7 separate regions of the Mus musculus genome follow, and regions 2, 3, 4, 5, 6 and 7 are each linked to region 1. Evidence: chromatin contacts called from public ChIA-PET, Hi-C and HiChIP or PLAC-seq data. All regions are on one chromosome and are shown on one strand. The core of a region is the stretch at or near the end of the contact, and the rest is flanking DNA. Distances in the headings are between cores, read along the strand shown. Region 1 overlaps Gm33332 (a long non-coding RNA gene). Region 2 has its middle 78 kb from the start of Perp. Region 3 overlaps Tnfaip3 (tumor necrosis factor, alpha-induced protein 3). Region 4 has its middle 19 kb from the start of Gm51814. Region 5 overlaps Gm51814 (predicted gene, 51814). Region 6 has its middle 3.6 kb from the start of Gm48249. Region 7 has its middle 17 kb from the start of 1700124M09Rik.

The links. Hi-C and Micro-C count contacts between places; a contact is called where the count stands out from the background. ChIA-PET counts read pairs in DNA pulled down with a chosen protein or histone mark. HiChIP or PLAC-seq counts read pairs in DNA pulled down with a chosen protein or histone mark.
Region 2: a contact with region 1 is called in a Hi-C map of regulatory T cells, with 3 times the contacts expected there. The contact joins two enhancer-like sites. A contact is called at or near these places in 1 of 39 promoter capture datasets (the C10 cell line), 3 of 15 datasets of contacts at CTCF or cohesin (embryonic stem cells, large pre-B cells and pro-B cells), 83 of 484 Hi-C or Micro-C datasets (the AML12 cell line, the AtT-20 cell line, B cells and 48 more) and 10 of 115 datasets of contacts at active chromatin or transcription factors (DN3 thymocytes, T-cell acute lymphoblastic leukemia, Th17 cells and 7 more).
Region 3: a contact with region 1 is called in an H3K4me3 HiChIP or PLAC-seq map of bone marrow-derived macrophages, with 5 times the contacts expected there. The contact joins two enhancer-like sites. A contact is called at or near these places in 14 of 39 promoter capture datasets (the 3T3-L1 cell line, 3T3-L1-derived adipocytes, the C10 cell line and 10 more), 2 of 15 datasets of contacts at CTCF or cohesin (large pre-B cells and thymocytes), 14 of 484 Hi-C or Micro-C datasets (B cells, the C10 cell line, CD4 T cells and 9 more), 15 of 115 datasets of contacts at active chromatin or transcription factors (the 230-238 cell line, DN3 thymocytes, astrocytes and 11 more) and 4 of 9 other capture datasets (adipose tissue, bone marrow-derived macrophages, embryonic stem cells and 1 more).
Region 4: an H3K4me3 HiChIP or PLAC-seq map of the 230-238 cell line shows a contact between it and region 1, with 4 times the contacts expected there. The contact joins two enhancer-like sites. A contact is called at or near these places in 1 of 484 Hi-C or Micro-C datasets (CD4 T cells) and 2 of 115 datasets of contacts at active chromatin or transcription factors (the 230-238 cell line and bone marrow-derived macrophages).
Region 5: a contact with region 1 is called in an H3K27ac HiChIP or PLAC-seq map of microglia, with 4 times the contacts expected there. The contact joins two enhancer-like sites. A contact is called at or near these places in 1 of 484 Hi-C or Micro-C datasets (the HPC-7 cell line), 7 of 115 datasets of contacts at active chromatin or transcription factors (acute myeloid leukemia, bone marrow-derived macrophages, double positive thymocytes and 4 more) and 1 of 9 other capture datasets (macrophages).
Region 6: a contact with region 1 is called in an H3K27ac HiChIP or PLAC-seq map of large pre-B cells, with 2.6 times the contacts expected there. The contact joins two enhancer-like sites. A contact is called at or near these places in 2 of 15 datasets of contacts at CTCF or cohesin (embryonic stem cells and large pre-B cells), 6 of 484 Hi-C or Micro-C datasets (the G1E-ER4 cell line and embryonic stem cells), 2 of 115 datasets of contacts at active chromatin or transcription factors (embryonic stem cells and large pre-B cells) and 1 of 9 other capture datasets (embryonic stem cells).
Region 7: a contact with region 1 is called in an RNA polymerase II ChIA-PET map of memory CD8 T cells, with 9 read pairs. The contact joins two enhancer-like sites. A contact is called at or near these places in 2 of 484 Hi-C or Micro-C datasets (CD4 T cells and double positive thymocytes) and 2 of 115 datasets of contacts at active chromatin or transcription factors (double positive thymocytes and memory CD8 T cells).

The regions. Positions count from the first base shown.
Region 1 is chr10:19,689,911-19,694,083 of GRCm38.p6, reverse strand. All of the region lies in intron 1 of Gm33332 (a long non-coding RNA gene), which reads left to right. Among named protein-coding and RNA genes, the nearest start is that of Il20ra, 21 kb to the left of the region's middle. Within about 2 kb of position 2,118, at least 128 of the 459 cell types and tissues checked have an H3K27ac peak or open chromatin away from gene starts, as enhancers often do. A contact at or near this core is called in the 230-238 cell line, CD8 T cells, the HPC-7 cell line and 9 more, where this site is marked.
Region 2 is chr10:18,921,181-18,925,353 of GRCm38.p6, reverse strand. No RefSeq gene overlaps it. Among named protein-coding and RNA genes, the nearest start is that of Perp, 78 kb to the right of the region's middle. Within about 2 kb of position 1,718, at least 15 of the 459 cell types and tissues checked have an H3K27ac peak or open chromatin away from gene starts, as enhancers often do. A contact at or near this core is called in CD8 T cells, Th1 cells, Th17 cells and 3 more, where this site is marked.
Region 3 is chr10:19,005,747-19,009,919 of GRCm38.p6, reverse strand. Tnfaip3 (tumor necrosis factor, alpha-induced protein 3) reads left to right here. Exons shown (of 9, transcript NM_009397.3): 3 at 1,585-1,775; 4 at 2,591-2,738; 5 at 2,887-3,057. Among named protein-coding and RNA genes, the nearest start is that of Tnfaip3, 7.6 kb to the left of the region's middle. Within about 2 kb of position 1,914, at least 84 of the 459 cell types and tissues checked have an H3K27ac peak or open chromatin away from gene starts, as enhancers often do. A contact at or near this core is called in Th2 cells, adipose tissue, bone marrow-derived macrophages and 2 more, where this site is marked.
Region 4 is chr10:19,041,616-19,045,788 of GRCm38.p6, reverse strand. No RefSeq gene overlaps it. Among named protein-coding and RNA genes, the nearest start is that of Gm51814, 19 kb to the left of the region's middle. Within about 2 kb of position 1,713, at least 133 of the 459 cell types and tissues checked have an H3K27ac peak or open chromatin away from gene starts, as enhancers often do. A contact at or near this core is called in the 230-238 cell line and bone marrow-derived macrophages, where this site is marked.
Region 5 is chr10:19,065,592-19,069,764 of GRCm38.p6, reverse strand. Gm51814 (predicted gene, 51814) reads right to left here. Exons shown (of 4, transcript NR_168594.1): 4 at 406-559. Among named protein-coding and RNA genes, the nearest start is that of Gm51814, 4.9 kb to the right of the region's middle. Within about 2 kb of position 1,949, at least 55 of the 459 cell types and tissues checked have an H3K27ac peak or open chromatin away from gene starts, as enhancers often do. A contact at or near this core is called in the HPC-7 cell line, bone marrow-derived macrophages, double positive thymocytes and 2 more, where this site is marked.
Region 6 is chr10:20,288,201-20,292,373 of GRCm38.p6, reverse strand. No RefSeq gene overlaps it. Among named protein-coding and RNA genes, the nearest start is that of Gm48249, 3.6 kb to the right of the region's middle. Within about 2 kb of position 1,768, at least 66 of the 459 cell types and tissues checked have an H3K27ac peak or open chromatin away from gene starts, as enhancers often do.
Region 7 is chr10:19,102,494-19,106,666 of GRCm38.p6, reverse strand. It overlaps the pseudogene Tpi-rs5. Among named protein-coding and RNA genes, the nearest start is that of 1700124M09Rik, 17 kb to the right of the region's middle. Within about 2 kb of position 1,901, at least 98 of the 459 cell types and tissues checked have an H3K27ac peak or open chromatin away from gene starts, as enhancers often do. A contact at or near this core is called in double positive thymocytes and memory CD8 T cells, where this site is marked.

The DNA.
Region 1 (4,173 bases), core at 869-3,368:
ACAATGAAGTATATCTTAAAATAATTATCCCGTTTGCTGAATATTAACAGTTGAAAATATTAAAACATGTTCTACAAACGTCAAACAAGAGAAAGCTATAAGAAAATATAATTTTGAGTCATACATTTTTAGAGATTTAGTTTTATTTACTTCAGAATACTCATTTGTTTTTATTTTATGTGTATGGGTGTTTATTTTACCCTGTATTTATGTCCAGTCACCATGTGGCCACAGTGTCCAAAAAGGCCAGAAGAGGGCACCATATTCCCTGGGACTAGAGGTATGTGGTTCACTCCACACTGGTCTTCTGGAATATCAGGTGGTGCTCTTGACCACTGTAACCCCATAAAAATCATGTGTACAGTTGCTGTATGTACATATGTGTACCATGCGTGTGCCTGGTGCCTGAAAGTCTCATAAAAGGGTTTTGAGACCCCTGGAACTGCAGTTATGAGTGGTTGGTGTGGGCTTTTATGAGGATGCTCAGATCCTCTGCAAGAGCAGCAAACTCTCTTAATCACTGGGCCATCTTTCTAGCCTCCATTTGTCATGCTCGCAATGTATTTTAAAGCTCTAGAGAGGGCAGAGTGCTTATACTGTAAGTGTAAGCTGCCGGGGGACATGGGCAGGAAGCATCGGAGAACCTGTTCTGCAATCATCGTCTTCCTGGAATGCCTCTTTCCCGGCTTATGAGGACAGGGGCGGGCATCAGCTTCTGGGGCTAAGCATCAGCTCCAACATTCTCAGAAATGGAGTGCCTAGCACAGCAGAAATGTGACCCATCGGCCACTGGATGTCACTCTCTGCTCATACTCCCAAGTCTGGCTGTCCTTCCAGGCTTCTGCAATGTTCTCATAAGAAACACGCCAGAGGGCAGAGGTTCACCTGTGCAGGACCCCCTCAACATGGGATCGTCTGCAGTTCCAAAGTGAAATTGATTTTTGATTCTCAGCAGCGTAGACAGAGAAGAGATGAGTGGGCTCGAGTGGGCCTTTCCCATCTAGGCACTTAGGTGGTGCTCGGACAGAGCTCTAGGATCTGTCAGTCAAGAGGCGGCAGGCTCACTTACAGGGTCACAGCTAGAATCAAGGACTGCTACTCACGTTAGGTTCACATCCGACATGGCTTGCATGTAAACAGAACACCGGAATCCCTTCATCGGAAAACAGAACAGGAAGTGCAAAAATGGGGCTCAGTGACCAGTGTGAAATTGGGCCAGCTTTTTTTCTTGGGAAGAACTTTTTAACAGCAGAGGTTACCACTTGAACCAGAAGAGACCCTAGCACCAGTTCCTTGAGGGTTTCCACCTATGTGCACGGTCTGAGAGTTCCCCCTTCCTACCTACCATGGTGACACAAGCTGCTTTGACCTCTATCTATTACTTACCCCATCATCTTTGAGCCAATGTACCTACTTATCATTTAATCAAGGTTTTAACAAGTCTGGAGCAATTTGCTACAGTCCCCGTGGGGCATCTCCTCTGGAGAGGGTATTTACTCTGTTATTCAACATGACAACATTCGTTTATCGGATGCTGTTTTCTGAGTTCCATACACTGGTAGGTTGAGCAGGGACACAGTCCATGCAGTACCCGTTACTGAAGAATTGAAGTATTTCCGTGTTGAGATCTTAAGGTAGAGGGCACCGATTGCTTTGTAGATATCGTCAGTGTGTGGAGATGGACTTGACTTTCCCATGTGGAGTAGCTTGACTTACTCAGCTACTCTGTGTCCAGAGGCAGCTTCATGAGGTCTTTGTGCCTTTGAAATAAGTCCTGTGGCAGCCTCGGGGAAGCTGTGTGAAGGCTGTTCGTGAACAGCCAAAGAGTTTTGTTTTAAAGTTAACTCTCACCCTGGAGTGTCTTTCAGAGTTTGTCCTTGTGCTTAAGATATAACGCCCCCAACCCCATCGCAGTGGTGACTTGGACGATGGCCGCTTCTACGTCTCTATGAAGCAACACCTTTTTCTACTCTTAGATTTACTGCCAGTTCGAACTTCCTCTAACTGCCCGGCAGTTTCTGCATCGGGACTTCGGTAAGCGAAGCTTCCTCTGACTGTTTTGCTCTTTTGTAACGGCTCTCACTTCCTCTCTGCCACATGCACACTCAAGTGTCAGTTTGAACTCTGGTGACTTCTACGGTGAAGCCGGAGCTGTGCATTAGTCAGCTGCGCCCCAACCCCCATTCTACAGTCCTTATGACACTCATGCCCGTGACACTTCTCAGATGCCCCCAACAGCACATTCCTTTCTGTAGCAATCCCATGGCTAGGGGAGTTTGCCACTTGACCCCTATAGCATACTGCTATCAGTTCTCACACTTCTTTGAGGGGGTCTTCATTGCCAATTGGCCAGCAAATAATCTATCTATAAAATACCGCTAAGTAACTGTTAGGATCATTTTTGAAGCCAAGTGTCTTTGGTTGGGTCCCCGGAAACAATTCTGAAATGGAGACTTCTGGGCAGTGGTTTAATTAACTGGTAAATGCTCTGAGGGTCAATACCGGCAGGGATGAGGGAGTAACTGTGTCAGAGGCTGCATGCTGACTTGATGCAGAAGGTGGGGCCAATCCCACTCAGGTGCTGAGGATCTGGGGGTGGGGCACCTCCAGTTGGTCCTGCCTGAGTTGCCCCAGTTGATGCCAGAGGCTACGAAGAGGAGTGACCTGGCATTCCTCAGTCAGTGAGACCACAGCTTAGGGGCAGTTTCTTCCAGGCAAAGGCAGAGCCTTGAGGACACACCCAGAAGCAGTCAACTGGCTGTGGGAAACAAGGACATGCAGTCTGAAGTATGCTTGCTCCCTTCCCAAGTACTGTCCTTTTTTTCTGGATCTCTTCTGAAGTGTGTTGAAATCCTTAATTTATCTCTTTGCCCCATCTTTTTATTTCTAAAATAAATGTTTCTGTTAGTATTATGTTATATTAGATGTTCTATTTATCTAAAATAAATATTTCTTTTAAAAAAGATTTCCTTTTAAACAAATACTCCCAGAAGTAATAGAGTGAATATGCACTTTGGAGTGAAATAAAAACTGGATTAAAAAGAAATGTTTTTCTAGTGGTGCTGATCCACACTGTGAATTACTTTACTCTATGATTCAAGTGGTATTTCTAACCAATACACACTTTCTGGTTTAACAATAACTTTTCAAAAAACTGTAAACGAAAATCTTATCTATTTGTATGTCAATGGTAGGTTTCTGCCAATAACATTTGCTAGCAAGAATCGTTTTTTTAAAAATTTTATTTATTTTTTTGATTTGCATGTTGATTTTTCTTTTTTATTAATTAATTTATTTTTTTACACTCCATATTTTATTCCTCCCCCCATCCTCCAACTGCTCCACATCTCATACTTGCTCCCCACCCCCTGTCTCCATGTGGATGCCCCCATCCCTCACCCCACCTGAACTCTAAACTCCCTGGGGCCTCCAGTCTCTTGAGGGTTAGATGCATCATCTCCGAATGAACACCAACCCAGCAGTCCTCTGCTGTATATGTGTTGGGGGCCTCATATCAGCTGGTGTACGCTGACTGTTTGGTGGTCCAATGTCTGAAAGATCTCGGGGTCCAGACTGAGACTGTTGGTCCTCCTACCCTTCTCCTCAGCTTCCATCAGTCTACCCCTAATTCAACAACTGGGCTCAACTCTTCTGTCCATTGGTTGGGTGCAAATATCTGCATCTGATTCTTTTAGCTGCTTGTTGGGTCTTTCTGAGGGCAGTCATGCTAGGCCCCTTTTTGTGAGCCCTTCATAGCCTCAGTAACAGTGTCAGGCCTTGGGGCCTCCCCTTGAGCTGGATTCCACTTTGGGTCTGTCTCTGGGCCTTCTTTTCTTCAGGTTCCTCTCCATTTCTATCCCTGTAATTCTTTCAGACAGGAACAATTATGGGTCAGAGTTGTGACTGTAGGATGCAACCCCATCCCTCACTTGATGTCCTGTCTTCCTGCTGGAGGTGGGCTCTATAAGTTCCCTCTCCCTACTGTCCGGCATTTCATCTAAGGTCCCTTCCTTTGAGTCCTGAGAGTCTCTCGCCTCCCAGGTCTCTGGTGCATTCTGGAGGGTCCCCCCCTACCTTTTACCTCCCAAGGTTACCTGTTTCCATTCTTTCTGGTGGCCCTCAGGGCTTCAGTCCTTTTCCCTCACCCAATACCAGATCAGGTTCCCCTCTCCC
Region 2 (4,173 bases), core at 469-2,968, 770 kb after region 1:
GACAGAGACAGACAAAGACATATATAGAAAGAGACAGTTTAAGGAGGGATTGAAAAAGGAAGATGAATAGTACCGCTCCACCCCATTAAAGTTTATCTCTCTTACATGAACCTCACATATAGTAGTTGATGACATAGTTTATATGCATCACAGAAATTTGGTCCAATGAAAATAATGATAAATACAATGGGACAGGTGAATAGAAAAAAAATATCTAGAGAAATTTCTATATTTCTCACTTTGGCAACTAAATTGAAACTCTGCTGGTCTCTAACTTTTGTATTTAGAGTTCCCATGATACAGTTAAATGGTGATATTTTGAAGGAAGCTAGTTTTGGGTCAAAAGGGCAGGAGGTCAGAGCTCTTTGAGAAAAGGTAAACTTATAATGAAAGCTACATTTATAACTAAGGATTAGTCTGCCTAGGTAGAATACAGTGTAGAGAAAAGAACAAAAAGAGGCCCCTAGCAACAATAAACCACAAAAGAACAGGCCGACAGCATGAAAACCAGAGACACCACCAGCTAAGTACCCAATACAAGATGATTCCTTAGAAGGCAGCCATCATTATATGACTCAAATACAAAAGTCAAAACAGAATTCATCCAGCCAATGGGCTCCTTCATTCAACAGTCACTGAAACTTCTAACACTTGCAACAGAATATTGGGGATGTTGGAGACTTGGTAAATAGGAAACCACCTTGTCACTGAATATATTTTCCTGGGTAAGAAAAAAGAAAAGAAATTTGTCAGTTATGCTATAAAATATATTAAGTACAGGTGTTTTGAGCTGAAGGAAGTGTGTCTGAGACCTGAGTACAGAATTTTTAGTGAAGAATAAACTATAAGATTGCAAAATACACATTTAAGGAGATTGGCTCTGAATCCTAGGCTAAAAACTTCAGGTGGACACAGAATTCGATGAGGTACCTCTTTTAAAGACTAAAGAAAGAAATCAATTGCATTGGTTCAGGGAAGCAAGATTGGTGATCAACAAAAAAAAATTCACTTTTTGCAAGTTTTCCAGCAGGATAAGGACAGAGAGAATGGAGTGCTAGACTGGGGGTGGGAAATGAAATCCAAAGTTCTTCTGGACTAACTACCTCAGGTTTCTTGTCATAAAGAAGCACAAGATGGTCAGACAGGCAGATGGATGGATGGATGGATGGATGGATGGATGGGCAGATGGATGGATGGGTAGATGAATGGATGGATGGATGGATGGATGGATGGATGGGCAGAAGGATGGATGGATGGATGGATGGATGGATGGATGGATGGATGGATGGATGGGCAGAAGGATGGATGGATGGATGGATGGATGGATGGATGGTAAATGGGTGAATAGGTGGGTAGGTGGAAGTGTGAATGGGTTAAGTGGGTATAGGTGCAGATAATCTTTAGATTCAGAATTATGGATTTTTAAGTTTTAAAATCATCTCTTAGTAAATATATTTATTAATTTATGTTTCCCTCCATTCATACAAACAAACAGTGAGTAAAGGGATTCCCTTGAATGAGCAACCTCAGAGGCCTTTCAAAGAATCTGGTAGGCTTTGCTGGAAATATTTTAATCAGCAGTCTGATGCTTGAGAAATGGGTTTGTGGGGCTCTGCTGGGAAGTTCTTGATTGCCTGAGCCACAAGTTCCCAGGGGGAGAAGCATTCTCACCTCAGCTAGTGATCTGTGAAAGGTCACCTCAGCCTGAGGAAGCAAGACATCCTTTTTCTCCCCACATGCTTCCTTTGTAACACCAGCAAGCACTCAACCTACTACCCAGGCTGCTTCATCAAAACCTGTCCTTTGAAGGTCACCAGTGACATCTTTACTGTTAATTCAAATGGCCTTTCCTTCTAACATACTCTTACCTTCCCAATTGCCTGTTGTTTAGCAACATCATTTCAGGAACAGTTGACACAATTGACCCTGACTCCCCTTGGATTCCATGACACTGCTTGATTATGGTTTCTCTCGTGTTTGTGAGTAAAGGGTAGTCCCTAGAGAGTGGAAAAACTAAATTGACAGCATCACTCAGTAAAGGATGAGTTACTGTTGAGATGGCAGTTCCCCTAGTGGCCATCGGGCCTGGAAAATCTGAGCACCTGTTCTACTAAACTCCACCCACCACCTCCCCCAGCCCATCTCTATCACCTGTCTTTAATTCCTGGAAGTGTGCCCACTACATGCTTCATTTATTTCTTCTGGCTCCTGGGATCGGCCCTCTGATATCCCCATGGCTCACTCTTTTACCTTTGTATTGTCTGTTTGTATTACATTATTTTAGAGTATTCAAATCTACTATAAAAGATGAGAAAATAACAGGGTGGATGAATATCCTAAAACATGTCAAATGGAGGAAGTATGCCATAAGACATTTTAAAGGAAGAGTACACAAGATGTATGAGTTAAGAAACAGAACAAACTATGTTTGTTATCGAAAGGCTGGGGGGCAGGGGGCTCAGCAGGTAAAGTGTCTGCTGCATAAACGTGAGGAACCTGAGTTCAGATCCCCAATATCCAGATAAAAAGCCAGGTGTGAGGTCTGTAACCTCAGCTTTGTGTGGAGAAAAATAGGTGATGCCACAGGCTTGCTGGCCAAGCAGTCTAGCCATATCAGAGCTCCAGGATCAGTGACAAACCCTGCCTCAAAGAACAAATGGGAGAGTCATAGAGGAAGATGCTCAGCATCAATTTCTGGTCTCCACATGTACAGGTGAGCAGATTTGCACACATTCGTGCACACATGTACTATAAAGCAGTGGTCCTCAACCTTCCTAATGCTGCAACCTTTTAATACAGTTCTTCATGTTATGGTGACCTCAAACCATGAAATGATTTCATTGCTACAGTTTAACTGTAATTTTGCTACTGCTATGTATTGTAATGTAACTGCCTGATATGTACGATATCTAATATGCAACCCCCATAGGTTGAGAACAACTACAGAAAAATTGGGTTTAACCATATATATGATATATACATATATATGTGTGTGTGTATGTGAGTATTAAACATATCATATGTACATGTATATCAAACATATCATATATACATATATATCATTCATATGTATATGTGTATATGTGTATATATGTATACATATACATATGTGTGTGTATGTGTGTATTAAATATATCATATGTACATGCATATTAAATATATCATATATACATATATATCATTCATATGTATATGTGTATATATGTATACGTATACATATATGTGTGTGTGTTAGAATAATTGGGATAAAGCCTTTATCATTATCAATTGGCTCTGAAATTATTGTATTGGCATCCTGTAAATTGAGAATTTACTAATAACATAAATGTGATTGGTTAATTATACGATTCAAGAGTTTTTCTTTACTTGGTTACTGGAATGCGTGACCACTGATGGCAGAAAGGGAACTAGAGGCTCCAGGGATAAGTGAACCAGATGCTGCAGGGGGCTGGCTGCAGAGAGTTCCCAGCAGCAGGATTTCGGGAAGCTTGCCAGTCTGACCCCGCTGGGGAGTTGTCAGATTGAGAGAAGCAGGAGCACAGAGAGCTGGCGGGTTCCTTTTTAATTTTCCCACAACACTTGTCCTTATAACCTCACTATCGATGGCAAAAAACCAAGGTGGGGGCTAAGTGGGGAGATCACACTAGAAATGCATATCTCAGAACTCATTCAGTTTGGGCCGTCCACCTGCATAGGCTTAAGACAGTCACCTATGTTCCCTGCTTTTTGTGTTCTCATTTCGTGTCTTAGGTTGGTTTGCTAGTCTCTGTAATCTAAGCATCCTAATTTGAGCTTCTCTCTGTTCAGTAACAGGATGACTTACCTGGTCCTTGGAGGTTCCCATGGCATGAAGGTGACGTCTCCTCTCCAACAACCTGCTTTAAGTCTTTTTTAAAATGTTACTTTCTCTCAGAAACCTATACTAAATACATATTCTTAAATTACAAGACCCACTGTTAGACCTCTGTCCTCATCCATTTGTGTGTATGTATATGTCCATGTGTATGGGTGTGCATACAAGTATGTGCACATATTTGGAGATCATAGGCCAATGTTGTCTGTCTTCCTAAATCATAGGGTACCTCACTGAGCTTGGAGCTCACTGATTAGCCAAGCCTGGCTGGCCAGCGTGTCCCGAGGTCCTCCTTTCCCTGCACCAGGGTTACAAAGACA
Region 3 (4,173 bases), core at 665-3,164, 680 kb after region 1:
TTTTGGTAACTTGTTGGGCCAAGGAATTCTAATTTCTTTGAAGAAAAGTTATGAAAAAGAAAGCAAGTATTTTTTAAGGGGGGGGGGGTGGGGGGAAACAAGTGGCTTTCTTCCCATTTGATTATTATTAGCATCTTTTCTTTCCTTTTAAAAACCCCTCCCCTCCAGGAGGCTTTCTTCAAAGGCCGGCCTGTTTGGGGAGGGGGGGAGGGGGTAGGGGGGTTCACACGTCTGCATTTGAGGATCTGAGACTGTGGTAGATGAGGAAGGGAGTAGGTGGCATAAAATTGAAACTTCATGAAAATTCCAGCGTCTATTGGCCGCGGCAATTTCACTTGTATAGTGAGTAGCCCGTTCCAGCTCAGCCTGACCACACCCACTTGGAAAGTCCAGGGTGCAGTTCACAGTTTAAATGTCTACACACCAGAACAAAACGTACAACAACTGTTGCTCAATTGCTAGTCAAATATCTTCGCACTGGGGAATTCCACATGTTACTTAGGGAATTTTATACTGGTGCATCTCAATAAAGAACTGAAAGTAAGCCCAAGAAGAAGAAGAGAAAAAAAAAATAGCCTTATCTTTGCTCTAGATTTTGCAAAGGGGAAATTTCAACAGAATGTAGCCCTTGCCACACATCGGCCTAGACACTAGGCTCTAGTGATCTTTTCTGTTCAGTAGTTTGGGAAACTGTTTGAAGCATGCACGATGAAGGAGCAGTGACCCTGAATATGGATTTGACAGGTTGTTTACTATATTTAGAATATGATGGAATTTCAAATAGCTTTATTGCCTTACTGACTGAATAGTATTAAATACACACACACACACTTTAAACTTTTTAAAAATTAAAATTATGTAATACTTTCCAAACAAGAATGAAGAGCGGACTAGTTTTATACTAAATGGTTTCCCCAAATGTTTACTCTTTGGGGCATGAAAAGGAATGCAGTCTGGGACTGGATGTAGCTCACTGGTAGAGAGCCCTGGCCTGAGATTCCTCAGAATGCACTGGAGGCTGGGGCAGGGCCTGCATTATTTGGTACTGTCATTCCTACTTTATAAGCTAGGAGAGGAAAATCCCAGGTCCCCACAGCTAAAGTGGAATGGGCATGTCACGTACCACTGAGTCATAGTCAGACCAGCCCTATCAAGTAGGCCGAGCCACAGTGGTTTCCTGGTGTATATAATGCCTTGGACGGCAAAGCTTCCGTAGAACTAGAGAATAGTGGTATCAAGGCCTTAGCCAGCAAACCAAAGATTACCAGGAAGAAAGGACTGTAGTGTTCATAAGCTGGTGCCCTCATCCCACAAGTACACAAGAAAAGACTTTCAGGGATGTTCCCATATCATACAGACCAGTTAGGTGCAGAGCCATGCTACAGTGGAGGCTGGTTGGCACCTCCCACTGCTGGCACCAGGCACTACATAGAAGAATGAAAAGCTTCCTTATAGAATGTTATCAGCTGGTTAAAAATCAACTTTACAGTCCCCAGCAATGGTCTTAGTGTCTCCTGATAACCTTGGAAGGGCATTTGCTTTGGGCTGCTTAACCTTGCTCCTCACAGCTCCTTCTGTCCTCAGGTGATGGAAACTGCCTCATGCATGCAGCTTGTCAGTACATGTGGGGTGTTCAGGATACTGACCTGGTCCTGAGGAAGGCCCTCTGCAGCACCCTTAAGGAGACAGACACTCGGAACTTTAAATTCCGCTGGCAGCTGGAATCTCTGAAATCTCAGGAATTTGTGGAAACAGGACTTTGCTACGACACTCGGGTATGTTTTGCTTTTGTGTGGCAGCCCTATCTGTGGTGGACAAAGGCTACTCTCGGCCAGTCCCTGTTCCCTGAGGAACATATGACTTACTAAGTCATATGAGTCGACTTAAGCATTGCCCACTCAGTGGAAAACACCAAGAACCTTCTGTGGGTTTAACCCGGGCTTTAACCACTCTCTGAGCTAAATCTGGACAGCTGATTCCTAGGTAGGCGATTCTATGTCTTCCAACCTCCTCTTGAGAACTTCCCAGAGTTTCCTGGCTTAGCTGAGCCAACCAGTACTGGGGAGAATGTACCTCGTAATCTTCAGCCACAAGCTGGGAATGGTTCTGAACCAATGGAAGCAGAGCTTCAGGGTCGTGGATGTTCTGTTTGTTTTTGAGCTAGGGTATCATGTAGCTCAGGCTGGCTTTGAACTTGTTATGTAGCAGAAAATGATCTTTCTGCCTCTACCACCACAGTGCTGGGATTGCAGGCATGCATCGCCATGTGATTTTAGGTGGGGGAATCAAACCCAAGACCATGCTTGTTAGGCAAGCATTCTTCCAACTGAGCAACTCTTCCAACTGAGCTAGCCTCAGCACCCCCAGTGGGGGATTGTTATGAAAGCAAATGCTGTCTGTATCTCCCTCCCATCAGTTTTGAGCTTGCCCAGCAGTTGAGAAAAGTAAAGGAACCAAACCAAAATTGGGGCCGAGGATGAACATTCTTTTGATGAAGAAGCGTGAATGGAGTTTCTACAGCAGACAGATGCCGAGTGAGCGGCCTCTGAGTGAGTTGTTAATCCATCCCTCCTATGTTCTCTCCCCTTAGAACTGGAATGACGAATGGGACAACTTGGTCAAAATGGCATCAGCAGACACACCTGCAGCCCGAAGTGGACTTCAGTACAATTCCCTGGAAGAAATCCACATATTTGTCCTCAGCAACATCCTCAGAAGACCCATCATTGTCATTTCAGGTGAGGTGCCTCAGAGAGTTTCTAGGTTCCCTGGGTGAGTTTCAGCTCTGAGGAGAAACTGAGCCCCCCTGCAGCTGTCAGCCTACAGTGGAGGGAGCATCACAAAAGTCACCTGGGGTCTTATCTTGTTGTCTCTTTCCATCAACAGACAAAATGCTAAGAAGTTTGGAATCTGGTTCCAATTTTGCTCCTTTGAAAGTGGGTGGGATTTATCTGCCTCTTCACTGGCCTGCCCAGGAGTGTTACAGATATCCCATCGTCCTAGGCTATGACAGCCAGCACTTTGTACCCCTGGTGACCCTGAAGGACAGTGGACCTGGTAAGAAAACATCAGTTCCTATTCATGATCCTGATGGATCTTGGAGTTCCAGGCCTTGCTTTTTGTTCCCAGTTGACATTGTTTTGTTTAAGTTCATTATCTTGTCATCAGTCACGGAGGATTAAATATCCCTTCTGTGAGGTGCTTAGAATCAATATCATTTTAGGCTTCAGAGTCTTGACCATATCAGCATCCCTAATCAGAAATCTACATGCTCCCAAGTCAAGTCAGATTCGAGGGTTTGAGATTTTCAGATTAGAGTCAAACATGTTTGGCCCAGTACTGCAATAGCAGTGAACATGCTATCTGTCCCCTTATCTTCTTTGGTGTGACTTAGGAAGTGCATGCAGCATAGTAAACATAGGTTGGACAGTCATGTGTGCATACTTCCACCCCTATTACTACGTGACCCAATTAAGGTGCACAGAGCCTCAGTATCATGTTTGGCACAGAGCAGGTAGATGTTTAGCTATTATTGTAATACCTTAGTGTATAGTGAGCCCTGTGCTAGGGCGCTAGGCAGCATTGTTTCATTCCACTCTCATGGTGTCCTTCTGAGATGTTGACAGGAGTTGTCTTATTTTATTGATGAGGCCATGGAAACTCAGAAGGGTTAAATGACATGCCTAGCTTGACATTGACAAAATCAAGATTCTAACTCAGGTCACGCTGGGAGGCGTGAGAATTTAACCAGTTCAAATCTACTGTCTCTTTGCTGTGGTTACAAAATCAGCTTAGGTGACCATCAACAGATGGATGGACAAAGATACATCCATGATACATATACACAATGGAGTTTTATTCATCCATAAGGAAAAAGAGAATTTTGTCATTTGCAGAAAAAAAGATAGAGCAGGAGATAATTATATTAAACAAATAATACAGACTGAAAAACAACATATTTTTGTCTCATATATGGAATCTAGATTTTTTTTTAAAGGGTAAAAGGCATGATGGAATTAAAAGGCAGACGATGTTGAAAGATGGGGTGGGAGGCAGCAGGATGCTTTCCTACTCTTTATATGCCTTTTGTAGCTTTAAGTTAGAATCATTACATGACCATATCTGCACCATCATTTAGCAGGATAATGTTTTACTCACACATTCTTCTTTTTT
Region 4 (4,173 bases), core at 464-2,963, 650 kb after region 1:
CATGTCTTAGTTAGAGTCAAGTTTCATAAACATTTACACACACTTATTGTGTGCCACCTTGTGCTAAGAAATATTAATGATCTGTCAAAGCAAGGTCTTTTCCTTCAGATATCCTACTATTCAGCAGACAAGTCCATACTATAGTCACAGGAATTTTAAGTACTGCATGGGGTATCATGTCCCTCTTAATACTCTGTTCTATCTTCAGCATGTATGAGATGGTCAGGGATGAGTGACGTCTTCATCTCATCCAAATATTTCTTCAGTATCAGCTGTTATGTGTGGTTGCATATTTATTTTTTAACAACCTATTTCAGGTAGAGGCACAAATCCATATGCTGATCATGCAACAAATAGAGTGCCTGGCACCTAGATAATACAATGTACTTACCTTCAACCCATATGTTTAAACCTTAAGAGGCAACAGAACGGTCAGGACCAGGAAGGAGTCTCTCTGAAAATGCCAAGAGTACTGCTCAGAGCAACAGAGGCCTAAGGTTAGAGTTGATACAAGCAACACTTCCCCAGGTGCTGCTTATCATGCTGAGTGCACAAAGTGAAAATAGTACCAGGCTTCACGCAAGTTGTATTTTTAGAAAGAAAATCACATAGAAAATGCTCGAACTTTTCAGATTCAAAATTCCCAAGTGGAAGGACTAGGGACTTTCTGAAGGGAATTGAACAGCTCGGCTTTATGATCCGACTTTATTTGATCAGCATGTAAAAAGCAAACAAACTCACCTGGTGATATAGTTAGGTAATATACCGAAATCACCTCTGTATGTTCGTAAATTCATGAGTGACATCAAGTAGTGACCTGCAGCACCTGTGGCTTCTGCTGCCTTTACCTCCACTTGCAGGGCAGGACTCCCCGGACTCCTCATAAAACACTGAACTGAGCGAATTCTGGACAAAGAGGGGGCAGGAATTTGAAAGGAGGAAAGAAAAGAGGGGGGGGGAGGGGAAGGAAGTAGAGGAAAAGAGGGATCCTGAGAGAGAAGGATTGGTGAAAAAAGAGAGAGTAAACTCTGTGGGCATCAGTATGGGGAAGCTGGGATTGTAAGTAGAGGGATTTGTGAAACTTTTAGGACTAAATTTGATATCAGGAGTTAAAATGAACCCATTTAGTATTTCCTAAACTTGCCTACTTATAAGAATAAAAATCTGCCTTGTCAGATGGTTTGCTCTGTTAAATGTTTGTTATACCAGCATGAGGACCTCAGTTGTAATCTGAAAACTGGTTGGTAGAGACAGGAGGTCTCTTGCTGCCTGACCTGTCTATCCAGTTGGTAAGCTCTGAGTTCAGTAAAAGACCTTATCGAGAGAGAGAGAGAGAGAGAGAGAGAGAGAGAGAGAGAGAGAGAGAGAGAGAGAGAGAGAGAGAGAGAGAGAGAGAGAGAGAGAGAGAGAGAGACAGAGCGAGAGAGACAGAGACAGAGACAGAGAGAGAGCGCATGCATTACAAGAGTTAGTTCAATTTTCTGATTTGAAAGAATTCTAACAATCTCTACTGTTCACAAACAGGCCTTGCTAATTTGTATCATCAAGGAGGCTGACCTAATTGATTCACTGTGTTCCAGTGTGTACTACTCAGCTTGTCTGATTGATGTCGTTCTCTCACAGTGATTTTCTCTTTAAGTCCTGTAGGGAGTGGCTCTTGGTGGTAAAATCCTGTTTCCCAATTGGTTCTTGATCTATCAATAAAGATGCCAGGGGCCAATTGCTGGGCAGAAGGAAAGAGGCGGGACTTCCATGTCCCCTGCAGTAGAAGCTAAAGATATGCAATGAGAGGAAGAGAGATTTTGCCATGCTTCAGAGGGAGAAAAGGCCATCAGCCATGTGAGATCTAGGGTGAAGTGGCCATTAGCTACTTCCCCAACTGGGCCTGGGGTAGGAACTAAAGCTGAGGGCAGATTTAGGGTGCTAAGAGTATTGGAAAAGGCAATCTAGCCATGGGAGATTAGAAGCACCCAGCAACTGAGCCAATAAGGCAGGTTGAAAAATAAGCGTGTGTGTGTGTGTGTGTGTGTTTCATCCGAGGATCCAAGAGAACCTGGGTGGGGCTGATAACACAGTCCACCCAGAGCTTAAAGCAGGGTAGCAAAAATTACATGCTACAAAGCCCTGTCCTGCACTTCTCTACATTTTCCCTCTTGGAGTCTCATTTACATAACATTATACATGTATGGTGGCAAAACCACTGAATTTTGTAGTCTGAATGCCTGCCAGAACACTAGTCCATGCCACCCTAGGTAGTCAAAATGCTTAAGCTTCTGTGAAAAGCTATGTCCATTGTCAGAACTGTTAGAACTTTGGAAAGAGAAAGTGATTTTATCAAGAAAACCTAAAAAGCAAAACCAAACAAAATCTTGAGTCACGGAATATGCCTGATGTCTGGAGTCAGAGAATATACCCAAGGAAATAAAAAATCTCACGTTCGCAGTCCTACAGACTCAGAAGATATATGCCTGCCTTGAAAGAGGTTGTTTTCCACGTGGAAGTTTTCATGTATTATGGGTGACATTCCTGTATGTTGGTGCCTGGCTGCATTAGTCAGATCTCACTCTAGTGACACCCCTGAGGCAATTAACTCACAAAGAGAAAAGTTGTCCTGGCTCACAGCTTTTGTGGCTTTGGCCACATTTAGTTCTCACTATTGCTTTGGGACTGTGGAAGTATCAAGTGGTGGCTGGAGTGTACAACCGAGCAAAACCACTCCCTTCACCATCCAGAAAGGAAAGGCAGAGAAAGGGGAGCACGGTCTATATCCTCAGTGATCTTATGGCTTCCTACTACGCGTCACATCACAGAGGCTCAGTGATCAATGGTGCTGCTCAGGGACTAAGCAGCTAACACTGGGTCTGTGGAAAAACACTGATGATCCTAACTAAAGCCCTGCGTGTGTAAATTCACTACTCCAGGTTACTACTTTCTTACTACGTGAAGAAATTTACACATTGTTTTATTTGTATGCTTTCCATAACTAGCCAAGTGCTTTGCCTGTACCACTGTGCTGTTGTTGAACTAGTAGTACGCATGGACTTATAAAAGACAGAACCTTAATCCTTACCTTTAAGGAAATTATAGTTAAGTGGAGTAATAGACATGTGACTAAATATATATCATGCTAAAATGTACATATGTTTAAAGATTCTCTAAGAACGTTGAGAAGCATATGATGAGTAGACAGAAAAGTTGTTTGTAGAGAGATGACATGTGTATGCATGTGTGTGTGTGTGTGTATGTATGTGTGTGTACACCTGTGTGTGTGTGTGTGTATTGCATGTGTGTGTCTGTGTGTATGTGTGTGTGCGCATGCACCTTTGTGCATGTGTGTGCACGTGTTTGCACATGTATGTGTGTATGTGTATATGTGTGTGTGCATGTGTGTGTGTTGCTTCAATCACACCCAGGGCCACTCACATGTTAGAAAAGCACTGTACCACCAAGCCACGTCTACAACACTGGCTATGTTTAGTTGGATAAATATAATGACACTAAGGAGTATATTTCTTATCACTTTATGTACTTGTTTTCTTCAGTCTCATCCATTCTCAGGCTATAAAAACAAATGTGTGCATATAAGGAAGTTAAAATATTAATGTGTATCACTGACTGTCTAAAAATTATTAACTTTTGACTATTTGAAGCCTGAAGTACAGTTTCTTATAAAAGTAAAATGATGAAATACTATTAGATTTCTTTTTTTTTTTTAAGAATAGCTCAGTTAGTACACAACACTGCTGCTATACTATAGTTACATAATAATAGAGCAACTGAACTAGAAATGTGTTGCATGTCGTTTTGCTCTACAACTTTTTGTCCCGGGATTGGCCACCCTCTGGAGCCCCCACCCGGCTTCCTTTTTGTTCCACTCCTCTTTGCTCTGAGAAGTGATCATGCTACCAATCCTCTTCCAGCTCCCCTGAATCTGAGGAACACACACACACACACACACACACACACACGCGGTTTGTTACTTTATAACTTGCCTTCTAGGCACAATTGCTGGATGCTACTATCTCCTGCCTGAAAAGGCGTGCTCTTACCAGTTTATTATCTCTGTCTCTCCACTTGCCCTAAACATCAGTGGCTAGTCCTACCTAGCCCCTGCCAAACGTCTGGGCCACCCACCTGTAACAGAGGCCACAGGCACCAGAGCTCCACCACCAC
Region 5 (4,173 bases), core at 700-3,199, 620 kb after region 1:
CAATCAGGACTTTCGCTCAGACCCTTCAACCTCAAAAGGAAAGGATGTGCACAGCATCGTAGTTTCCCTGATGCTATTCTCAGTGTCTTATTTTGAAGGAAAAAAACATTTTTTTTCCAACAGAGTCTCACTCTGGCTGGCCATGAAATTTCAGTGATAGGCCTACCTCAGTCTTCCAATGCTGAGATTTCAGAAATGACCACCACACCCAGTTCTGTAGTGAAGAAATTTTGATGTGTGTTTATAGTGTTTTTATCTATACTGTTTGAATAAAACATTTCTACTTTTATATTCCTTACCCAAGACTTTGTGGCATACACAGCCTCTTCAAGTTCTCATTTCATAAAAGTTAAGATATTTTGGGAACAGAGGGTGAGGCTCCATAAATATCATTAAATTAAATAGAAAAGTTCAAACATTTTATTAAGGCGAAGTTACAGCAATTGTCTTGTATGAACTTTTCTAAGATAGTCTGCTGACTTTCACTTAGGAAGGCTCCACATCTTAATCATTTCTGAATTTCTGATAGAATTCGGTGGTGTCTTTAGGGCTGAATCAGCTATTCATAGAAAGAAAGAAATATCAACACCATCAGCTGAATTTAAAAGAAAATGCACATGAAACTTTCAATTAAATCAGAACCAACTAACCTAGGCAAAATGAAATAAACCAGTAACTTCAACACTGAGGCAGGAGGATTGTTGCAAGTTTAACTTTGGGGTACATATTATCAGACCAATCAGAAATATCTAGCAAGACTTTCCCAAAACAACAAGGTGAGAGCAATTTCTTATACATTGGGTATAACTCCAGAGAACTAGCTCCCAGAACTAGACTACGAACAAGGTAAATACTAGACTTCAACCTTCACTCAAAGGGAGAAACCCACCACGCTGTTCACCTACAAACTTCCGCAGCACCCTGAATTTTCCTGGTAGGATCTCCAGCTAAGGATTGGGCAGGTTGAGCCATCTTTCTTCTCTGACTCAAACAGCTGATAACACAAACTGATTCAAAGGTTACGGGTGGGGTTAATGTACCCCCCCCATTCATTACAGAGAATTCCTGTGTCTCCATAGCAACTTACACTTTCAGATCAAACACCTGTGCTCACTGACCCTGTTCAGTCCAACTTTCACTTTCACTCTTTTTTTTATGATGTGAAATCAGTCCATCCCGAACCTCTCGCTTCTGAGTACTGGGATTGCAGTGGTATTACTGGCATGACCCACTACCCCTCTTGATAGTTACAGGAAGTGTGTGATCGTTTTCAGTTGCACTTTCCTTTTCATTTTCAGACATTCTCTTTCTGACTCACTACTAAATAGAGAGCTCATTTCAATAATCTAAAATAAAAATTAGCCTCAAGAAGCCACCGTGCAGAAGAGATGAGAATCTTAGAATTGGGATCTGTGAATGCTAAAAGGAGATTTAACAATCATGTCTTTTTAACTCAACTCCAAAGAGTTAGGAAATATTCACACCAACCCTTAGGAGTGGAAGTGCAATCAGAACCAAGTGTTTGAAAATTTCAAGGCATATAGTTTGGTCCAGCAATTACAAATGGTAGGACTTAGTTTTCAGATATACTTTGAAACATATAGATGGATATACATGTAAGAGCACCCAACAACCAAGAGGCTTCTATCAGCAAAAAGATACTGTGTTAAAGTACAATATGCCTCTGACAGGAAAAGGAGGAAAGATAATCCTTGACTCAGAGAATAATGTTCACAATATAGTCCTTTAAAATAATTCCAAAGTGTGTGAGAAAGACCAAGAACATGTACACGTGTGTTTACATAGAAAGAGTGACTGGAAGCCAACGGGCTCATTTTAATAGTAGTTGCCTCTAAGCACAAGATTGAGGAGCAGTGGGAACAGGTCTTTTACAATTTATTTTTATACTCCTGTTGCTACCCACTCAGTTCTGCAGAGGGAATGATACTTGCTGGTGTTCTGGCTATTTAGTGTATAACCTAGGAAACAGTATCACCTCCTACCTCTTATGTAGGCTGTCCCTGACATTGTGCTACAAATCCAATGAGGATTCGATTGGGGTTGTTTCTAGGTTAGTAAGAGCAATACAGGGCTGAGGAAGGGCAGGGGAGGCACCCCATTCCACAGCTTAAGGACACTGGGCTTGTTTCTGGGACTTGAAATAAGCCTCCAGAGACACAGAAGTATCAATGTCTGGTGTGTTCTGTACAGAGAAAGAACTAAGAAGTGAATGGCTGCTTAGTTTTTTAACTCCCCAGAAAATCACCCCAACAGAACAAGCAGAGTGACACCAGTTTCTTTGAGGTCAGCATACTGTTGGTTTCCTGAATCTTTTTAAGAGATGACTTCTCTGATCCTTAGGAGATCTCATATTTGCCCAATGAGCATAACCCATATTTGTGCCTAACTGCTTGAAATAAAGATAGAATGGAAGAGATTCTTGTTGCTTATCACCATCAACCTTCCTCTTGGTTCTCGACGAGTGAAGTAAACATGTATTTTCTATGTTTCTCTTTCCTGTTCAGGGCTCCATGTGATTGTATCTCAGTTATCGTAAGCCATCAGTACATTACGTACCTCATGCTATCGTGGCTGTAATGGAGTTAGTCTCAAGCTATTTGTTTGGAATGTAAGATAAAGTCCCTATGTCCCTTCTACCATATTGACTAACAAGATAAAGAGTAAGAGGCAGCTAGGAACTGCAAAGGAAGTATGACTTAGGAGTAAGTCAACACCAAAAAAAACCACAAAGTTTAGAGCTGAAGAACCAGGTCCTTGATGGTATCAGTTCACCAAAGGACTCAGCTCCCCAAAACCATGCACTTCATGTGGCCATCAGATGACTAAACTGAGTTCAGTAATACTGACCAAGTACCTACTTAGGGGACAGATATTGGACTACATTAGTAAATTCAGTGGACAAGAAACCCTGCTTTCATAGAGAAGGAAACAGGACAAAGGTGATAATCATGAAGAACTTGGCAGAAGCATCTTGAAAGATGATGACTATTTTGGGAAGGAGAGGAACAGCAAAGAAAAGCTAGGGAGATGGAGATGGGGGAGGAGGGAGGAGCTAGAGAAAGCCCTCCTTTATTTCGGCTAGGATGAGTCAGAGGTGTCTCGGCTACTTATCTATTAAGGCTTAGATGTGAAACATTTGCAATATTTGTAGCCTACTTCCTAACACATATTCAGGGGCAGAAATTTTAACGGAGTTTTTAAAGTCAACAAAATGAATATTAATTAGACTTATGTACAATTTAGGTGGGAGAGAGTTTTTGAGTTTCAAGTGAAGGTTGAACTGAATTATTCTAAAACATATATCCAGCCTTAGATCTTACTTATGAATTCCTGCACTTTTGAGCCAAGGCAGGAAGATGACTAGATTTGAGGCCATCCTGGGACACAAATGTACACACACACACACACACACACACACACACTCATATGTACATACATACATACGTATAACCCTAAGTAAATGAATATCACTGATCCTCATTTTTGGGGAAGGTTGTGGAAATAGTCTTAAAACAGCCCCATTTAAGGCCAGGTGTGGTTCTGCACACATGTAACCAGGTGTGGCTCTGCACACATGTAACCCCAGGGTTAAGGAGGCAAGAGAATAAGAAGTTCAAGGTTATAGCAATTTTAAGACCAGCCTGGGTTCACATAGCATTATCTCAAAAGCCCAAATACCACAGGCATGATGGTGCATGTACACTTTTAATCCCAGCACTTAGCAGGCAGGGGCAAGTTTATCTCTGCACTTTAAACCAAATTGGTCTATATGGCCAGTTCTAGACTAGCCAGTGTTATAGCTTGAGACCCTATCTCAAAACCAAAACAAGACTAGAAACAAAATATAACAAAAACCAAACAAATCAACAAACAAACACCTCACAACACAAAGCTTCTATTTAAATGCAGTAACACTTAGAGAGTATGACTTAGTAAAGTAAGAAAACTTTTGTATTCTCATTGTTTGTACCTTAAAATATAAAAAACAATCACTTATTATTTTGTTCCCAAAATTGATTTATGGAAAATATGACCAAGGAAAATTGACAACATCTAAGGAATGTTAAGTTCTGTGATCCCAAGTTTTCCAGGGACCAACTTGCAAGACTTATGAAAATGCATAACTGACTCAAAAGCCAGAAAACCAGAAAG
Region 6 (4,173 bases), core at 519-3,018, 600 kb before region 1:
CCAGGGCAAGCAGGGCCGACTGGAACAACCAGAGGTCCTAAAAATTCAATTTCCAACAACCACATCAAGGCTCCATACAGCTACAGTGTACTCATATAAATTTTTTTTTTTCTTTAAAGAGTTCTTACATCTTGATCCACAGGCAGCAGGAGAGACTGAAACACCCTGGCCAGACTTGAGCTTTTAAGATCACCTCCACTGTGACTCGGGCCACACCTACTACAACAAAACCACACTTCTAAAGGAGAGAGAGAGAGAGAGAGAGAGAGAGAGAGAGAGAGAATTCTCAAGTTGATTTTAACTTTTGTTTGAAAATGTAGTTAACCTAGAAGAGCCTGAACAAAGAAGAATGGATGGGGTGGACTCATTCCACTTAGGTCTTCTCTCTCCCTCTCACTCTCTCTCCCTCCCTCCCTCCCTCCCTTTTCCTTCCTTCCTTCCTTCCTTCCTTCCTTCCTTCCCTTTCTTCTCCGAGACAGGGTTTCTCTGTGTAACAGTCCTGGTTGCCCTGGAACTCACTCTGTAGACCAGGCTGGTCTCAAACTCATAGGCACCCACCTGCAGCCAGCATTGAGTCTTACTATGAACTAAAGTTACATTTAAGTGTGTTAATGATTTAAGTATGGACAAATAGTTCCACAACCAGAATAGATAGCGTAGAGATTGTCCCATGCATGTAGGATCAAGAGGCTTCTAAGTTGACAGACAATTAAATGGAGAAATTAAATGAAACTGTTCTGAGCACACAGTGCTGTCTACCAGGATTGCTGTGTCCTGGTTAGTTTTTAATGTCACCTTGACACTAGCTAGTGTCATCTGAGAGGAGGGAACCTCAACCGAGATCAGGCAAACCCATAGAGCGTTTTTATCTTGAATATCATCTGCAGTCATTTGGACAGTAACCTATGTGATTTACTACAGTTATGTATTTCATTGTACACATGTCAATTTGTCATAAGTTGTTGCTTAGATCTTCCTGATGTGGTTTATATTTTAAGCTTTATGTATCCCCTTATTATGGTCACTCAAAAGGGGTTATCAGCTGGATGTGGTAACTCATGTTTATAACTTCAGAACTTGGGGGGGGGGGGTTGAGGCCAACCTAGGCTACAGTGTTAGTTCTAGACCATGTAGGAGTATATACGCAGACCCTGTCACAAACACTAACAAACAAAAGAGGGATTGAAGCAATCGAAATGATAGAGGTAGAACACTCAGTGTCCACAGGCGGCTCCGGTCTTCCCAGCATTTACAGGGAATTTTTGTTTGTTTGCTTTAACATTTACTGCAATTCCACTGACGATTCACAGAGATTCCTGGGAGGAAACCCTGAGACAAGGCCCAGGGCCTGTCAGGAAACTTGCCTTCCAACTCAGGTGGACAAGAACCAAGGGCTTTGTCTATGAGAAGGTGAACAACTGCCCATAATACAGGAAGGGAGGTCCGACCCTAATCCTGCCTTCCTCTCCCCGAGAAACTGCTGACATTTAAGCCACAGCAGCAGAAGAGGCAAAGATAATTGGACAGTGTGCACCTGCCTGTCTGCTCGTACATTACAGGCGGTGAGTTGAGTTTGAGACGAATCCTTTTGTCAGTCGTGGGAAGCTAAGGATCCCCTCTGGGTAAATTGAGGGGACCCTCTCTGAGCATTGTAGCCCAGCTAGATCAAAATTAGGGGAGCAGAAGCCCTTATACTGGGCAGCCTCAGTGAGGATCGTGTCTACCGGAAAGGGTAGCAAGCTAATTCAGGGAATGAAGATGACCAGACTCAGCCGCTGAAAACGGACTGAACTATCGTCCTAGTAGCTCACTGCCGCCACCTCCTGGAGATGTAGGGACTTAGCCGTGCTGTTCAATTAGGTTTTTTTGTTTTGTTTTCTTTTGTTTTGTTTTTTTTAAAATAAATCCCATTGCCATTCTCATAACTGGCAATTAATATTGACACAAACAATAACATTTATCATTTTAAAATATTATATCTGGTGGCTAAAATACTACATTCTTTTTTATTTCATTTTTTAAAGAAAAATAGTTAACTACCCAGGGTCCCATTCTGCTCCCTCAATGTCTGCAGTTTAATACGATTTTTTGTATAAGATAAATTACAAGGAAAAAAGAGCAATATTTCCGCTTACCAGAAACCAGTTACTATAATGTACACTGCAGGTGTTCTATTTGGTGTTGTTTTTTATTTGTTTTGATAAGTTCTTACTCTGTAGCCCAGAAGGGATGCAAACTCTAGGTACTCCTGTCTCAACCTCCTGAAGGCTGGATTACAGGTCTGTGTCACCATTCCCACAGAAAACAAAATCTGGTTGTCGGCTTTGAGTGTGTGTGTGTGTGTGTGTGTGTGCGCGCGCGTGTGCGCATGCACAAGCAATCCCGTTTCAGTGCTGTGTGCATGCTTATGTTTACACATCCACGCATGTGCATGCATATGCACATAAAGACCCAAAGCTGATGTCAGTATCTTCCTCTACTATTCTCCACTGTTTTTACCGAGGCAATGGTCCAGACTGAACCGGCCGGAGCTTGCGGTTCTAGCCAGGCAGCTTCCTCTAGGCAAGCTCGCGCTTTATCCACTGAGCATCTGCCCAACCCTGGTTTCATTTATTTGTAACAGTGTAGTTCAGACTGGCATCAAACTCACTGTGTGGGCCAAGGATAAGCTCAAACTTTTGATTTTGCAGCCTCCACCATGCCCAGCTGTGTATATATATATATATATATATATATATATATATATATATAACCCATTTATAATGATACTAAGAAATAACAAAGATCTAACAATCTAAGAAAAGGTATGAGCCTTCTATACAGGAAACTAAAGTTCTGTGAGCTGAGAGAGAAATTAAAGAACATTTCACCATGACCGAAGCAACTCGAGGAAGAAAGGGTTTATTTGGCTTATGTTTCCATAGCACTGTTCATCATCAAAGGAGGCCAGGACAGGAACTCAGACAAGGCAGGATCCTGGAGGCGGAAGCTGATGCAGAGGCTGTGGGGGGTGCTGCTCACTGGTTTGCTAGTCATGGTCCGTTCAGCCTGCTGTCTGTAGAATCCAGAACCACCAGCCTAGGGATGGAGTAGGGTAAAAGGGCCAAAGGGTGGGGGGGCACTTTGACCCTGACTTGATCCCAAGACCAGGGCCAAGAAACAAGAGCCCACCAATCCCTGAGCACAAAAACCCCATCCCTGAGCATACACACACACACACACACACACACACACACACACACACACACACACACATCTCATTGATCCCTGAACAGGAAACCCCACCAATCCCTGAGCTCAAGACTAGGAACTGAAACCCCACCAATTCTCACCCTGGAAATCTCCCCGCCTCCCCACCCACCCCATCCCCACCCCAAGAAGCCATATATAAAGCTTGAGTTCTGCTCAGTACTTGGTTGCTTCTATCCCCAGTATTGGCAGTCTTCTGGTCTTTTCCTCCCAATAAATCTCTCGTGTGAGGTTTGTTGTGTGGTATGACTGTGGCATTCCTTGGCTTCCTACTGCCAGGATACCTCTCCAAGGAGAGCTATAATACCTTTTGCTTGGTAAACCTCCTCCTGTTGGAAGAGCTGAAACGCTTCTGTAGGGGAAACCTTTCCCTTCAAAGCTACTACAGATGAAACCTTCCATAGTGGGCTGGACCCTTCCGCATTGATCACTAATTAAGAACAAGCTGAACAGCTGAATCTTACGGAGTCATTTTCTCAATGAGGCTCCCTTATCTCTGTTGACTCTAGCTCTGTCAAGTTGACACAGAACCGGCCAGTACACCTGAGCAGGTCTGTAGGGCCCTGACAAAGGAAACTGGTAATCCCGGGTACCTACCACACATGGATTCTAAAGCTGGCTCTGGCTGGGGTCTGTTGTGACACTCCAGGTTCCTAGCATTTCTGAGCTGTAGTTTCACTTAAAAATGGTAACTGACTCTCCTAAAGCCTACCTTAAAATGGTGAAAATTCGGGCTGGTGAGATGGCTCAGTGGTTAAGAGCTCCGACTGCTCTTCCTAAGGTCCCGAGTTCAAATCCCAGCAACCACATGGTGACTCACAATCATCCGTAACAAAATCTGATGCCCTCTTCTGGAGTGACTGAAGACAGCTACGGTGTACTTATGTATAACAAACAAAGAAAGAAAGATTAAAAAAAATGGTG
Region 7 (4,173 bases), core at 652-3,151, 590 kb after region 1:
GGAAAGTAACAAGCTGCTCTTTACTAAAGTGAAATGACCTGCTAAGTTTTCACCAACACAGGCTTTAACTTTACATTTTTATGACATTTATTTGTTTGTTTATTTATTGTGTGTGTGGTAAGGAGAAGGATTTCAGAGTGTAGATTTCAAAGGACAACTTTCAGAAATTGGTTCTCTCCTTCTGCTCTCTGTGTCCCAGGAATCACTAGGTCAGGAATAAGTGCCCATATCTATTGAGCTATCTCAAAGACTGGGATTTTAACATTTAGACTTATTTTATGTATATGAATGTTTGGTTTGCATGTATGTCTGTGTACTACATGCACGTCTGATACACAGAGAAGACAGAAGAGGGCTCCAGATTCCTTGGAACTAAAATTATGGATGACTGTAAGCAGCCATGTATGTCCTGGAATTAAATCCTAGTCCTCTGCAAAAGCATCAAGTGCCCTGCCATTCACTGCAAAGCCATCTTGCTGGGCCCTCGCTTTAAAACAGTCTTGTTTTTTTCAGATTTATTCTACAGGTTTTAACTTTAAATGGAAATATTATGTTGTATAAAGGAGGCCAGTCACTAAAAGATACATAGCAAACCATATAATTTTCCTGGTATCTGCTGTAAGGCAAGGTGACAATAAGCAGACATGTAGACATTTTTTAGAGTGATGTAATATTTAAATGCTTCATTTGTTATGGTGGTTGCTTGCATTTCTACATTTGCCAAAACTTATCAAATTGTACACTTAAGTGGACTTGTAGAAATAAATATATAGTAATCAGAAAGACATGGTTTTATAAGCTCTTCTTGGATTATGTTTTTTGATTGTTTGTTTTGAAGTCAATTGTTTAAGACAGATATTCACTCTGTTTAGTTAAGACGAGTCTGGAAATTACTATGTAGCATCGGCTAGCCTCAAACTAGTAGTCATTGCCTGTCCTGGTCTCCTAAGTGCTGCGATTCCAGGCTTGAGTCTTCCTGCCTGGTATTTTCCTCTAACTCTAGACCTTTAAGAACCAAGAGTGTTGGCAGTGGGGCTGAGGAGGCAGTGTTTACAATAGCGCGTTCATAATTCTGCCAGAGTACCCTTGTGTGTGGTGTCTTGGTGAAATTGTCCTCTTCTGCACCACACTGGGTCACTGTGCAAAAACTCCTCCCTCCCTTTGCTACTTCAGGCTCTTCCCCCCACCCGCCGTAGGAGTCAGAACCATCTTTATATTTAACGACACAGAAGTCCAGCAAAAAACGAGGGAAATTGCAACCAGCTGTTTTCTTGTCTGCCTTAAGTGCAGCTCCAGACATGGTTGCTAAGGGAAAGTGTGTTTTCTTTTTTAACATGGTTTACAACCAAATGCTGTACACTAAAACAGAAACACCTTCTCCAAGTTCCTTAACAACAAGCCACCCACTTCCTCAGTTTTTTTTTTTCCAGGAATTAGGTAATTGATAGGTGATAGTGCCTTGCCTCTCCCCTAACACACACACAGACACACACTTTACTTCCTGGGGGAATTCAGACCCAGTCTAAACCAGTTGCAGATGTCTGGCAGTTCCTCCATATCCCATAGCTGGAGCGGATATGGGGTTGACACTAGTAACCAGAGGCAGACTGGGCGTCATAAACCTTCCTTGTAGGCGACCTGTGGTTTACTACTTTGAAAGATGGCAAAGCAGACTTACATCTTAGCCCTAGACTCTAGGCAAAGGATAGCAGACCTCATTGTATGTCCTCAATTATCTCTCCTAGGCGTGGCCCTCTCTCAAAGAACCAATGTCAAGTGGAATCCAGGGCAGAGTCTACCCCACAGCATCCCTTACAAAAGCCGTGTCCCATGGTGGGTTCTGCTGGGACTGCAGATCATCTGTGCTTCCTGCTGCTGTGGTCTGTGTGAGGTGGGGAACTGCTGTGTGCTCTCTCTGCCTTCCTCACATGCTTTTGGTTTTGCTGTTGTGCACTGGGTTCTGCAGTACTGTGTGCAAAGCCAGAAGACACCCACCTGCTCTTGGAGAAACTCTGCCTCACAACTCAGCTTTTAAACTTATGCATTGTACACCAAGGTTGTGCTCACAAGGGCTCTCTTGCTGGATGTTAGGAAGCACCCAGCTTGCTAGGATTCTAAGTTGATTGCTGTACTGAAGTACTAGAGAAGGACGAAACTAAACAAAACAAAACAAGACAAAACAAAACTGGTCCTTCGATGCTTACAAGATGAACATGATATGGTCTAATGTTAATTCTCCAAATTAAAAAAAAAAAAAACAAGTTATAAGCTGCTGATGCCAAGTTTCAAGTTGTGAATTAGAAAGAGTTCCTGGGCAAAACACTGGCCTTCCTAGCCCAGGCTGTGCCTAGAGTCACAGTGTCCCTACTGTACTGTTAAACAGAGGAACACTACAACTGAGTAACCCCTAAGTCATGACTAATGGGATCTACCCCAGACCAGGATCTGAGCTTGACTTCAAAGGTCCCTAAGTCACCCCTCCAACCCTATCAGTTTTACTGTCTTCCAGCTACCTCCCCACAACCTTTGTGAGACTCCCTCTAAGAAGGCAGAAAAATGGCACCCACAGCAAATGATTCCAAACAGGTGAGTTCTAAATCTTAATCTAAAACATAGACATCTTGTCTCCATGCCAGCAGCATCTATTTTACTCCCAGAAGTCTAGAGACCTTAATCCAGCCCTGAACTGAAGTAGAAGTCAGGAAAACCTGTTTAGACTCTGCCACTGGAACTGTCATGTTTTATTCATGGATACTCTCAGGGATGACTTGGCCGTCAGTCTGGAAACTACAAAAACTGTTTCATTTGTCATGATTGTATATTAGAGGAAAATCATGTATTTCCCAAATAGGCATTGATAACTTCTAAAACTTTATTTTTAAAGCCCTTTAAAAATAAAGCATGGGGTTATTTCATCTTTAAGAGGTATTGAATTGTGGAATCCTGGATTCAAAATGGTAAACATTTTCTTATTTTCTAATCTGAACAAATTCACATAAGGATAAGTTCCTCTTAATGTTGCAGAAAAAAAAGTCATTTAGCTAACTAAAATAAAAATTAATCAATATCATCTCTCATAGGACGGGAAGGAATTTCCCTTTCTGCATAGCACATTAGGTACTTTAGAGAAGAGTTTCTTTGCCCTGGAAAAATACCAGACTAACCATGAATTATACTGCAGAAAGTAATGGCTGTGAATGTAACCTCTAGTAAAGTTATTTTTTTTTCCTCTTAAAACTAAGATTTGCTTTGATGTCACCAACATTTCCAAGTTGAGGGTCTCCTGATAATGATCTTACAGTGAGTCCTGGTGGATGTAGTTCTGGGCTAACCATCCAAGGAATCAACTGGGGTGTCACTAAACCCCAGCTTTGAAAGCACAAAGGCAGATAGAGACCTGGGAACTTCCCTGAATCTGACAGAGGGTTCCTGGCACCTAGCTAGCCTAGAACAAGAAGTTGTTCTCCCTGCTAATTCCTCATTTAGAAGGTGAGCAGAGCTACTCTGTGAAAGTCTGCCTCAAATAGTCAAAGCAACAACTCCTTCCCCTTCCAACCCCACCAAAAAGGACCTTAGTCTTTGTCAATGACCTTCATTAGTTGATGGGCTAGGGTCCTCACCTTGGTTATAGAGAGAAATTCAGTACAAGGGTGCCTTCCACTAGATGGCAAGAAATAAACCAGTCAAGATCTCTGGGAAGAGCAGACTAATACCAGCTCCAGTCATAAAAAAATTAAGCTGACCTTAGATGGCAGCATATGAAAAAGCTGTAATGTTAATGCTTCCCACCCCGAGGTGTTTATCTTCCTTCCATGTAGGATGCTTCACAAACACAATACCAGGACTTCAGCACTGTGGGGGAGGGGAGTATCCCAGTCTTCTTAGAGTAAGAGGATCTTGGCCTTAATATATACTGAAATTCAGACCCAAAGGCTCTGAACTTCTGCATCAGACATCCGGTAGGGCTTGGGAGTGAAGCTTAGAGCCAAGGCCATCTAAATGACAGGCCAAAGTGACACGAAGCCCATTTCCTGTCCTCCAACCATGAGTTTCCGTCCCAAACCAATGGAAGGCGATTTCACTTGTTAGGGCCCAAAGGGACAGTCAGTTCTACTCCTTCCACTCCCCAGGAAGCCACCTTGGTGACATACTTGATTCTAACCATTCTAAGTA